3 separate regions of the Danio rerio genome follow, and all the other regions are linked to region 1. Evidence: chromatin contacts called from public HiCAR-type and Micro-C data. All regions are on one chromosome and are shown on one strand. Each heading gives the region's core, a stretch centred on a gene start, on an enhancer-like site or on the middle of the called end of the contact. The rest is flanking DNA. Distances are from core to core; before and after follow the strand shown.

Region 1 (3,907 bases), core at 422-2,921:
GCAACCTATACATATATTCATCTATTGTAAATCTCTGATCATAGCTGATATTTAATGAACCTGTATTTAATGTTCATAGTACATCTATTTGTAAACATCACCCATAGTTTTACTATAATTGCACTTTATAACTTTTATACCTTATATTCTGCACTTGCTACTATTGCACTCCTAGTTAGAACTAAACTGCATTTTGTTACCTTGTACTTGTGTTGTACATGTGTAATGACAATTAAATCTAATCTAATAGCAATATGGGTCAGTATAGAACTTAACATGAATTGACATGTAAATGGTAAATATAACTAACTATTTACTAATACAGTAGTATTTACTAACTAATATACATTTATAGTTATTATTTTTACTTTGCACAATTTCAGATAAATTGGTTATGTTAAAGGTATGCACAACGTGTGAAATGTATTCAGTAATGCAATATTATTATTAAGTGTTTCAGAAGTTTAAATTAGAAAGCTGAAGTTACATCATAAAAATAAATATAAAAAACTTTAGAGACAACATATATGTTTTCAGTGTTTTGAGGGAAATTTTCACTACATTCCACTAACTATGCCACTGGCTTGAATAGTTCGGGACTTGTAGAGCTGCGCATCGATGGATTGCTCTTCAGTGTTTGGACTCAGCAGTGAACATTACACCACACTGAACTAAACTAAACTTAAACTATGAAAACTGAACTGACACTGTTTCAATTCACTATAGTCTTATATGTGAAGCTGCTTTGACACAATCTACATTGTAAAAAGGGCTATAGACATAAAGATGAATTGATTTGAATATTTAGTGACTATTTTAGAGATTACTGTACAGTGGGTTTTAGACTACAAATTGTCTAATTTTTCCTTTTTTCTGCTACATGGAGATATAAACACCTATTTTACAAGAAATACGTATCGTAAATACATAAGATGTCTATCAGTGCTCTAGAACTGCCAGTTTCAGACTGTTAAATGATATTTTTATTGTGGATTCACAGAGAAAGTTATTTACGATTAAAGGGCTGACCCCATACATCTTTTTGATGTCCTTCAGAGGGGATCCAGTATTAGTTTAACTTACGTTAGGGGGTGCAAAACCCCTCTGTAACTCTGCAGTATGTTTACACTACAAAACAGTAGATAAACTATTGAATGTTTGATTTTCTGTTAATGTTATCCCGTTAACTATTACGCTACAACAGATCGATGTGTGGGTATCAATACAGAAGTTCAGATTGTGGCCTAGCGTTACAGCGCAATCAATAAATTAGGCATATGAACAACAATAATAACAACAACTAGGCCTACGTCTTTAGGGTCAAACAAGTCGATATTTGTTCTGTTCGTGCTTCTAAACCTACGTGTTATCGGTGTGGCTGTGGATGTGGACGCTCTGTCCGTGTAGTCCGGAAGCTGCTGGTACTCGTATCGACACTCAGGACAATAATAAGGTCCAGTGCGGGAGCCGCTCCACAACTCTTTGATACACGACTGACAGAAGCTATGTCCGCAGCCCAGCGTCACCTGATCCCGACAATCCTCATGACATAGAGGGCATTTCAGAGCTTTCTCATTAGCTGCTCCCATCTTCGTTAAAAGCTTTATTTACAGCCGAATAACACGCGATCGAAGAAACGAAACTGACCGTGCGCAGAGTAGGCGGAGCTTCATCTTTTGAATCCTGCAGGAACAATATTTACCCTGCTCTTAAAGAGACAGCGCACATTGTATTTTCTGCATTTCACAGCCTGTCCTTAAAGCGACAGCGCGCAATACTTTCTGTACATAAAACCATTGTCTATATCTATGTTTCTTCAATTAAAGGGACATTAAGTAATATTTTACATTATTTTTTATCTATCTATCTATCTATCTATCTATCTATCTATCTATCTATCTATCTATCTATCTATCTATCTATCTATCTATCTATCTGTCTGTCTGTCTGTCTGTCTGTCTGTCTGTCTGTCTGTCTGTCTATCTATCTATGTATCTATCTGTCTATCTATCGTCTGTCTGTCTGTCATGGATCTATCTATCTATCTATCTATCTATCTATCTATCTATCTATCTATCTATCTATCTATCTATCTATCTATCTATCTATCTATCTATCTATCTATCTATCTATCTATCTATCTAACTGTCTGTCTGTCTGTCTGTCTATCTATCCATCGTCTGTCTGTCTGTCTGTCTGTGATGGATCTATCTATCTATCTGTCTATCTATCTATCTATCTATCTATATATCTATCTATCTATCTATCTATCTATCTATCTATCTATCTATCTATCTATCTATCTATCTATCTATCTATCTATCTATCGTCTGTCTGTCTGTCTGTCTGTCTGTCTGTCTGTCTGTCTGTCTGTCTGTCTGTCTGTCATGGATCTATCTATCTATCTATCTATCTATCTATCTATCTATCTATCTATCTATCTATCTATCTATCTATCTATCTATCTATCTATCTATCTATCTATCTATCTATCTATCTATCGTCTGTCTGTCTGTCTGTCTGTCATGGATCTATCTATCTATCTATCTATCTATCTATCTATCTATCTATCTATCTATCTATCTATCTATCTATCTATCTATCTATCTATCTATCTATCTATCTATCTATCTATCTATCTGTCTGTCTGTCTGTCTGTCTGTCTGTCTGTCTGTCTGTCTGTCTGTCTGTCTGTCAGTCTGTCTGTCTATCTATCTATGTATCTATCTGTCTATCTATCGTCTGTCTGTCTGTCATGGATCTATCTATCTATCTATCTATCTATCTATCTATCTATCTATCTATCTATCTATCTATCTATCTATCTATCTATCTATCTATCTGTCTGTCTGTCTGTCTGTCTGTCTGTCTGTCTGTCTGTCTGTCTGTCTGTCTGTCTGTCTGTCTGTCTGTCTGTCTGTCTGTCTATCTATCTATGTATCTATCTGTCTATCTATCGTCTGTCTGTCTGTCATGGATCTATCTATCTATCTATCTATCTATCTATCTATCTATCTATCTATCTATCTATCTATCTATCTATCTATCTATCTATCTATCTATCTATCTATCTATCTATCTATCTATCTATCTATCTATCTATCTACCTACCTACCTACCTACCTACCTACCTACCTACCTACCTACCTACCTACCTACCTACCTACCTACCTATCTATCTATCTATCTATCTATCTATCTATCTATCTATCTATCTATCTATCTATCTATCTATCTATCTATCTATCTATCTATCTATCTATCTATCTATCTATCTATCTATCTATCTATCCATTCACAGTGATGTCACTAGCTTCATTAAGTGCATTGTTTCTGACATCTCTGATACAATCTCAGCTTGCATCATAAAGGCTGCATCCAGATACTATTGGTCTATCTTGCTATAGCTAAGGAGATCTGATCTTTGTTTCTACCAAATAAAAGTAAATCACACACTTCTCTTTATTAAACCTTTATTTATTAATTAAAATTTATTAAAAGGTTTATTAGAAATCAAGTCAATGTTCTACAAAATAAAAAATACAGCAGGGACTCAACAGGTTATGTATTACTTCATTTGCTTCATATGGGTTTAGATTCTTATGACACCATCATTAGGGGCTGCTGAAATCCATCTCTATTAACATTACATTGATTTACTTTACAAATAAACAAACACACAAAAATTATTACTAAAAGTTGAAGAACAGATAATTAAAGTAAACCAGTAAAGATTTAATAAAATGATTAAATAAACATAAAACAATACAACACAAACGCAATGCTATTCATCAATCACATTATCCCTCCTCTCTGATGTTGGCTATTGGTTAATTTTTAAAAGCCCTTGGTGTGTATTCTGGCACATTCACAATGACAGTCCACTCTACAAACACAGGGATCAATG
Region 2 (3,907 bases), core at 877-3,376, 240 kb after region 1:
AAAGCTCAATAACTCAAAATCATTCAGAACACAGATAGAACCTTTTAATTCCAAGGTGACGATATATTAATATATTAACCAAACCACATAACCCTAACTTTTACAATTTAAAAGCAGGTTTGACATAATTTTAGCAGAAATACTGAAGATTTTAATTTCATTATTTTAGCAGAAACTAGAACTATGAGGAATATTGTATCAGGATGAAAAAAATTTTGAACATTCTGCGATTAAAAGGTAGGCATGGGCCGGTATAATGTTCTAACAGTATGATAACCTTGGATAAAAAGATCATGGTTTCATGGTATTGTAATTATTGCTCTAAAATCTATTCTTTTTAATTGTCTGGGTAAAAAACAAAAACCTTTTTTCTGCTTTAAACACAATGACTGCATCCCGAATTACATACTTTCATACTATAGTACACTAAAAACAGCATGCGAGCTGAGTAGTATGTCCAAATTCAATTCGAAAAACAGTATGCGAGAAGTACCTGGATAACCTACTAGTTTCAGCAAGATTCTCAAGATCACATTCAATGGATGTTGCGCTATCCCATCATCCTCTGCGAAAAAATTCATGAATGGGAATGAAGCGGGTGTATCACGTGATGATCACAAAATGACATCTGTAGTACGTCCGAGCTCCTTGATACTACTCACATTCATATTGTAAAGAACATACTTTTTAAATTCGAATGCAGTACCTACTGAGTAGTAGGCGATTTTGGTTGCAGCCAATATATTTTATTTTGAAAAACATTTTAAATATTTTGTAGCAGTTTTTGTCAAGCTAAATAATTCAAACGAATCATTGACTTCTGCTGTCTTCATCAAAAACACTGATTTCTTTACAAGTTAAATCGGCATCTTTAAATAGCTTTTCTGCTTAAAATACTGTTGCCCTAAAAACAGTTTTAAAAAACGTAAAAAAAAATCGTACAAATAAATATCCTAGGAACAGTATAACAGAAACTTTTGGCAGTTTTAAAACCTTGCCTTTTCCAAACCACGATAGGCCTACCTTGAAAACGGTTATCGTCCCATGCCTAAAGGTAATAAAATAAAGCAACAAAAGTTTCGGTTTCTTGTACAATCTGAATGTTTTGCTTCATAGGACCTCAATGTACCATCAGAACCCACAAGTGATTATTTAGTTTTCTATATCCACTAACTCCCACTTTATGAATCACCATAAAGTTTTTCAGCATACTATCTACTTTAATTTCCTGATGAAAATGAAAAAGTCTCCACATCTTGGATGCCCTCAGGCTAACTAAATGAAAAGATCATTTTCATTTTTGTGTGAACTATCCCTTTAAAAACACCAAAGCTGTATCTAGACAGCATTCAGAGAAATTGCAGCGTTCACAGCCAACATCCGACATCCACCATAAACCCAAAGAGACATTTACACCTGTAGACTTTGTACTTGAATACCTGTCTTCAAACACAATGACTGCAGCTTACCTTTGATACCCCCTTCGTGCACAATTCCTAATATTCATTCTCTGCGGCTCAAGTGTGCTCACAACAATATTTAACCCGCTTGTGACCTGTAATTCACCTGCAGCACTACAGGATCGCATAAGGTATAATTACAATAAACACATCCACTTACTCAATAAAAAAACTCGCTCCTTCTTTCGTAAAACCTTCCTCCCAACCTGGGGGCAGATCTAGGAGGCAAGAAAAGAACACATTTGCCAAACTTTTAGCCTTTCGTTTTATCTATGCACAGGCAACGCGAAAAAAGCAGATAAATGTTTAAATCTAAATGGTTAAACGCACGCATTAACGCACTAACCGGATCGGATCATGTGTCCAGAATTGACAGGTTGACCAGTGCGGGGATGAAGCCAAGTAGTGGCGCGCGCTTCATCGCTGCCAGGAAAACAAACCACCTGTTAGCGATGCAATTGGCTGGAAAACACTCGAACGCTATGAGAAAGGAATGCTTTCTTAGGCAAGAGTAAATAAATATATCCTCACTCAATGAAAAAGACCCTGCCGTCTCTGCACACTCCATAAGAGCCGTTGTCAGGTAAGGTGTCCCGCCGGAGCGGCGCCGCCATTATTCCCGTGTAAAGTCCTGTCTACCTCATATTCCCTCCTCACTGTCCTCCCTGTGCAGCGATCAGCGCTCGGGCAAAAGGCGATTAAAGGGGAGGGCTGACTTTGCACTTGGCGTTCAGTGAGCGAGATTATTAGCCGACGGAAAAATATTAATTCCTTACAGTATGCTATAAAACACAGATCGAGATAGGCTAGTCGTTGCCCACTCGTTTGTATTTTTATATGACGTGTTTGTGTGCATGTTTTCGTTTTAGTGATTGATGATGCATTGAAATGAATTTGTTTATGTGTTTGATTCTGTTGAAGAACAGCCTGTTCTGTTGCTAGGTGCTTTATGAATGCATACAGTGCAACTATTGTTACACAAGTTAAAGGAGTTCACCTGAAAATAAAAATGTACTTGCTATTTACTCATGCATCATGCAGATGGTTCAAATGCTTTGATTTTTTTAATAAAAAAAAATACTTTTTTTTTACACAAAATAATGAGATATTTTCAAGAATGTTGGAAACCTGTTACCATCAACATTCATAGTAGGAAAAACAAATAGTACTGAAGTCAATGATTATACTCCAAAATTAAAAAAAAAATATATATATATGTTTTTGTGGTAGACATAAGAAAGAAACTCAAATACGTTTTAAAATGTGGAGGGTGAAAAAACGATGCCAGAATTTTCATTTTTAGCTGAATATTCCTCCTATATTTACACAGATGGAGATTTGTTAAAGATGATTCAAGTTGTGGCATTTAATTATTATTATTATTATTATTATTTGGTATGTTTTTAAATCATTAAAGAGGCATAAAATGGCTTGACTCATTAAATTACATTAAATATTTATGATCAATTCTGTTAATATTTTAATAATAAGTAATTATACATATATTATTATCGAATTGCACTTCAAACTTTGCTGCTTTATAGTTATAGTTAGTTACTTAGTTATTGTGGTTGGGTTTAACTATGATGCCTATATTTTAATTTGGAGATGTTTTGATTCATGTTTTATTATTTTCTGTATTATTATTATTATTATTTTATTTTATTTTATTTTTTTCAGGGCTTGACATACATTTTTTTTCATCACCAGCCACTGTGGCTGAGTTTTCCAACATTACTAGGCATTCATTATTTTCACTTGGAACAATTTTGTTGTTGGGAAATATATATTTGATATGCATAAATTTGACTTTGGCATGCTGAAATTACTTGATTTAAATTGTGTTATGTCCACATGCCTCCTTAACATTTTTTTACATGACTTTTTAGAGCTCAACACTAAGGATTAACCATTTTTCTTCTCTGATCAGACCAATCAAATTATTTCCTTGCCACAAATAACAAAAAAATGTGCCAAAACAAGCTAAATTTAGCTGTATACAGTACATACACTTTTTATTTAACAAAATTTTCTTAAAAAACAATTGACATTTAAAAAAATTATTATCATTTATCTAAAACTACACACAGTAGTTTGTTCAGGTCCCAGATCATCAGGTCATATAGATAAATGGAGAGTTATCTTCTATTAAAGTAATGTTATTGCAAAGGATGATAATTAAACCATAGTAACAAAAATAACTGTAAGCAAAAGAAAGCAGGTGAAAAACATTCTGTGTGTGATAATGAAAGGATGATCACGTGCACACATTAATGTTAGGCCCATTGATAATCTGTTCAAAGAATGGTAAAAGCGAAAGCGGCAACAGCTGCTGCATACAGTACAAAAAATATGGAGATGTCTTAAAAGCAGCAGGACTGTGGGTGCACCATTTTTTCCAATCTATTTCAAAGAGAAACAATCGCACCAGTTGCGTTTCCAGGCAC
Region 3 (3,907 bases), core at 516-3,015, 240 kb before region 1:
TAACAGATCTTGTGATAACATAAACAGCTTTAATGGATGTGGCATGGCATTAACAGACAATCCAGCAAATCAACCATGTTTTTGTCATTCTAAAATCCCTTAGCCAAAGTCCATCATTAAAGTGGTACAGTACATCCAGAACATTCTTGCTCAGTGTTTTACCAAAGACTATAGAATACGCAAGACATGTCAATAGTATAGTTTTGAATTATGAAAAGTGTATGGTGCCAATATGGCCAATAAAGACCGAGGAACACCAATCATCGATCGCTATAGATGGACGATTCTCCAGAGGAGGGGCTTGGACCAGACGTGAGCTTCGGCAAATTTTGTCTGATTCGATCATTTACAAATTAAACTAAACATACAGTTAATTGTTATTTGTAATATGAATGTAGTTTTAAGCTTGGCAAACAATTTTGAACAATTTGATGTTTTCCTATTCAAACAGAATGCCCGAGCTTACTGCCTGAGAGGCGTTTCAAAGATGGCCGCCAAGTGAAATGACTTGCCTTAAAGGGATTTCAGTTGTATTCATACATGTTTTATGGAATATTCTAGTTTTGGCAAAAGTCTAATTCGCATCTTTGCAATTATAATTATATAATAAAAATATTTTGTAAAACGTGGAAGTCAAACAGGCACTAACAATATGTGAGAGATAAATCTTTTTGTTCTATATAAAAAACTACAGTGACCGAACACTTTGAAACTGACTGCAATACTTTTGTGAATTGTAAGATTTCAGCTTCTGCTGGAAAATGTTTATTAGCTGAAAAAAGGCTATGAAAGAGCTCAGTCAAAGCATTAATTTATTAATATAAAAATGTGTATAACTAATGTTATTTAAACAAATGGTGAGAAAGGTTTACATCAGATTTGTTGTCTGCATTTCAATTCAGTTTTATTTGACAAATAAGAAAACTTTATATCATAACATGCAACAAATCATGTCTGAGAAATAACAATAGGACAATATATTGAAGTAAATGAATTACAATGTTGGTGTTAAAACATTTTTTAAGACGGAGAAACCATATGGGGAATACCATATGGAACATATTGAATCGTAAATTTAGTAAAACTCACGACAAACATTGTCATGACTTTCTATAACATTTGGTCGACTTCTATTAAAACTCAGGCCTCAATCACAATTTTATAGTTCCCTAATATTTGGAGGTGCAGCGGGACTGTGAGGATAACACAAAACACGTGCATAAGCTGCTAGAACGCTTCTTTTTAATACCAACCAGCCTCGGTATAGTAACACGAAGACAACTTGTTCATAAAGAGACTCCCAGTTTCTAAAGAAGCTCAACCGTCATTTAATAACCACAGCTGCGCGTGTGTGCCGTATAAGCGTATTGCTGTAAGTCGCTGTAAATTCAGCGGTAACTTCAAGAACGCATTACAAACTGTGCAAGCTGCCAGTGCCACATCAGCGGACATTTAAAGCTGAATACAAAGTAGAAAACACACTGCAACAACTTCCACCAAACTAGTTTTACATGACAGAAAGCTATACCAGGGCTAGAAGCGTCACATCAGGACCTACTAAAAAGTTAGTAGCTTTACGTGTTGGCACTACTTCAAGCCAGCAGCAAGTTAAATCACTTTACTATAATCTGTATTTACCATTTTATTGATAAAAGGGAAATCATTTACCTGTTTTGTGTCAAGTCGCAGCGAAGATCCGTGGAGCAGCTGTCAGTTAGTTCGCTGTTGTGCTACTAACAGTCTGAACAAAAAGAGAGCAGCTCACGAGAAACCACATTAACCCTTTACTAGCCAGACGAACAGCCGCTTATGATCACTATCATGATGACCAGTTTCCGCCAAACCCCGCCATTGGAAGTTACTCCCACTACTTTAAAAGTATGCATTTACTATTTATTAAACAAACCAAACTCGAGCAGTCAGTGCTATTAAATGTTTTAATGACAGGAGTGTCAAATAGTTTGTTAGATAATAGTTTGTAAACTGACTTCACCACCACACGTGCTGCTTTACAGCTTCAAACGAAATAATTCTAAACTCTCCTCGCTAAGGATCCTTTCACAGCTAGCATTTTGTGTAAATACTTAAATATTTAAGATCTTAACGTGTTGATAATCCAGCTTTCTGGATTGTGTCACAGCAAAATCTGGTTCAAAGTCTTTTAGAATTTAGGGGTATTTTTTCTATATAGTTTCTATAACGTTACTTTTTTATTATTATAAAATTTAAGATTAAAGTCTGTTAAATTATGTTTAAATTAATTAGCTAGACATGTCGCTTCACATACAGTAAAATGTAATTAAGTTACTCTGCTGAAGGGATTTTCTCTACTAAAATACTGTGAAAGTCTGACCAATTGTTGCAAAAAAAAAATAATTATGATAAAAAATTAATCGATAGATGGATGGCATGTGCAACACTGCCCTCCTCCGGCCAAAAGGGGAAACAACCATGCTAAAAATAAATTTATATATATATATATATATATATATATATATATATATATATATATATATATATATATATATATATATATATATATATATATATAATTTAAAAAAAGCTTAGGCTGCTAAGTTGTTGTTTCAGCCAATAATATCTGAATGCAGCCTTTATGATGCATCATCTCAGACACAATGAAGCTTGTGAAATCACTGGTTAGACCCTTTTCGTTTTCATTTCAGTTGTATTGGAGGTAATAACCTAAAAGAAAAAATAATAATTCTTAAAAAAAATAAATAAATAAACTGGAGCTGCGTTTAATTGCAAACATAAATATTTACTATTGAACAGTTGTAGATAATGTTTAGGGGATATTTATTTACAAATATAAATGCTCAAGAAGGCACACATCTTAGAAATACCAATACAATGCAGTTCCTAGAATACTTTTAATGGGTTACAGTGCAGCAAGGTCAAATGACTTTAATGCAACATAAGCCCATAACTGAAACCAAAGCAATGTTATTTTAATAGAACTGGGGAACTATTGCAGTTTCATTATTTGTTTGAATTGGTTTATGTTTTTGTAAGTTTTACTACTGTATATTCCTTTGATTGATTTTAACCAATGTTTTATTTTTATTTAGTTTAATTTATTTCATTTTATTATAGTTATAACCAAGACCAAATAGAAAAAAAAGAATATTTTCGTTAGCAACTCAAGATTAAATACTTTATTTTATATATATATATATATATATATATATATATATATATATATATATATATATTCATTCATTCATTCTCTTGCCGGCTTAGTCCCTTTATTAATCCGGGGTCGCCACAGCGGAATGAACCACCAACTTATCCAGCAAGTTTTTACGCAGCGGATGCCCTTCCGGCCACAACCCATCTCTGGGAAACATACACACACACATTCACACACACACTCATACACTACAGACAATTAAGCCTACCCAATTCACCGGTACCGCATGTCTTTGGACTGTGGTGGGAACCAGAGCACCAGGAGGAAACCCACGCGAAGGCAGGGAGAACATGCAAACTCCACACAGAAACGCCAACTGAGCCGAGGTTCGAACCAGCGACCTTCTTGCTGTGAGGCGACAGCACTAACTACTGCGCCACTGTACACACATACATATATATGTGTGTGTGTATGTATATATATATATATATATATATATATATGTATATGTATGCATGTGTGTGTGTGTATATATATATGGGCAAGGCAGTGGCGCAGTAGATAGTGCTGTCGCCTCACAGCAAGAAGATCGCTGGGTCGAACTTTGGCTCAGTTGGCGTTTCTATGTGAAGTTTGCATGTTCTCCCTTCCTTCGCGTGGGTTTCATCCGGGTACACCGGTTTCATATGTATGTATGTGTGTGTGTGTGTGTGTGTGTGTGTGTGTGTGTGTGTGTGTGTGTGCGTGTGTGTTTGT

Evidence for each region. A called contact is a pair of places that touch in the nucleus more often than the background predicts. HiCAR-type assays count read pairs that join an accessible place to other places.
Region 2: a HiCAR-type map of caudal fin shows a contact between it and region 1, with 6 times the contacts expected there. The contact joins the promoter of plekha7a here to the promoter of si:dkey-29p10.4 in region 1. A contact is called at or near these places in 2 of 18 Hi-C or Micro-C datasets (caudal fin and embryo) and 2 of 4 datasets of contacts at active chromatin or transcription factors (caudal fin and embryo).
Region 3: a Micro-C map of caudal fin shows a contact between it and region 1, with 4 times the contacts expected there. The contact joins the promoter of cd82b here to the promoter of si:dkey-29p10.4 in region 1. A contact is called at or near these places in 1 of 18 Hi-C or Micro-C datasets (caudal fin) and 1 of 4 datasets of contacts at active chromatin or transcription factors (embryo).

What each region holds. Positions count from the first base shown.
Region 1 is chr18:28,775,827-28,779,733 of GRCz12tu, reverse strand. It overlaps si:dkey-29p10.4, which reads right to left and starts at 1,671. Exons shown (of 9, transcript XR_012394349.1): 1 at 1,364-1,671. It overlaps cd81b (CD81 molecule b), which reads right to left. Exons shown (of 8, transcript NM_001003735.1): 8 at 3,462-3,907.
Region 2 is chr18:28,538,817-28,542,723 of GRCz12tu, reverse strand. plekha7a (pleckstrin homology domain containing, family A member 7a) reads right to left here and starts at 2,126. Exons shown (of 27, transcript NM_001136243.2): 1 at 1,992-2,126; 2 at 1,807-1,883; 3 at 1,621-1,678. The coding sequence starts at 2,074.
Region 3 is chr18:29,011,002-29,014,908 of GRCz12tu, reverse strand. It overlaps cd82b (CD82 molecule b), which reads right to left and starts at 1,765. Exons shown (of 9, transcript NM_212663.1): 1 at 1,669-1,765.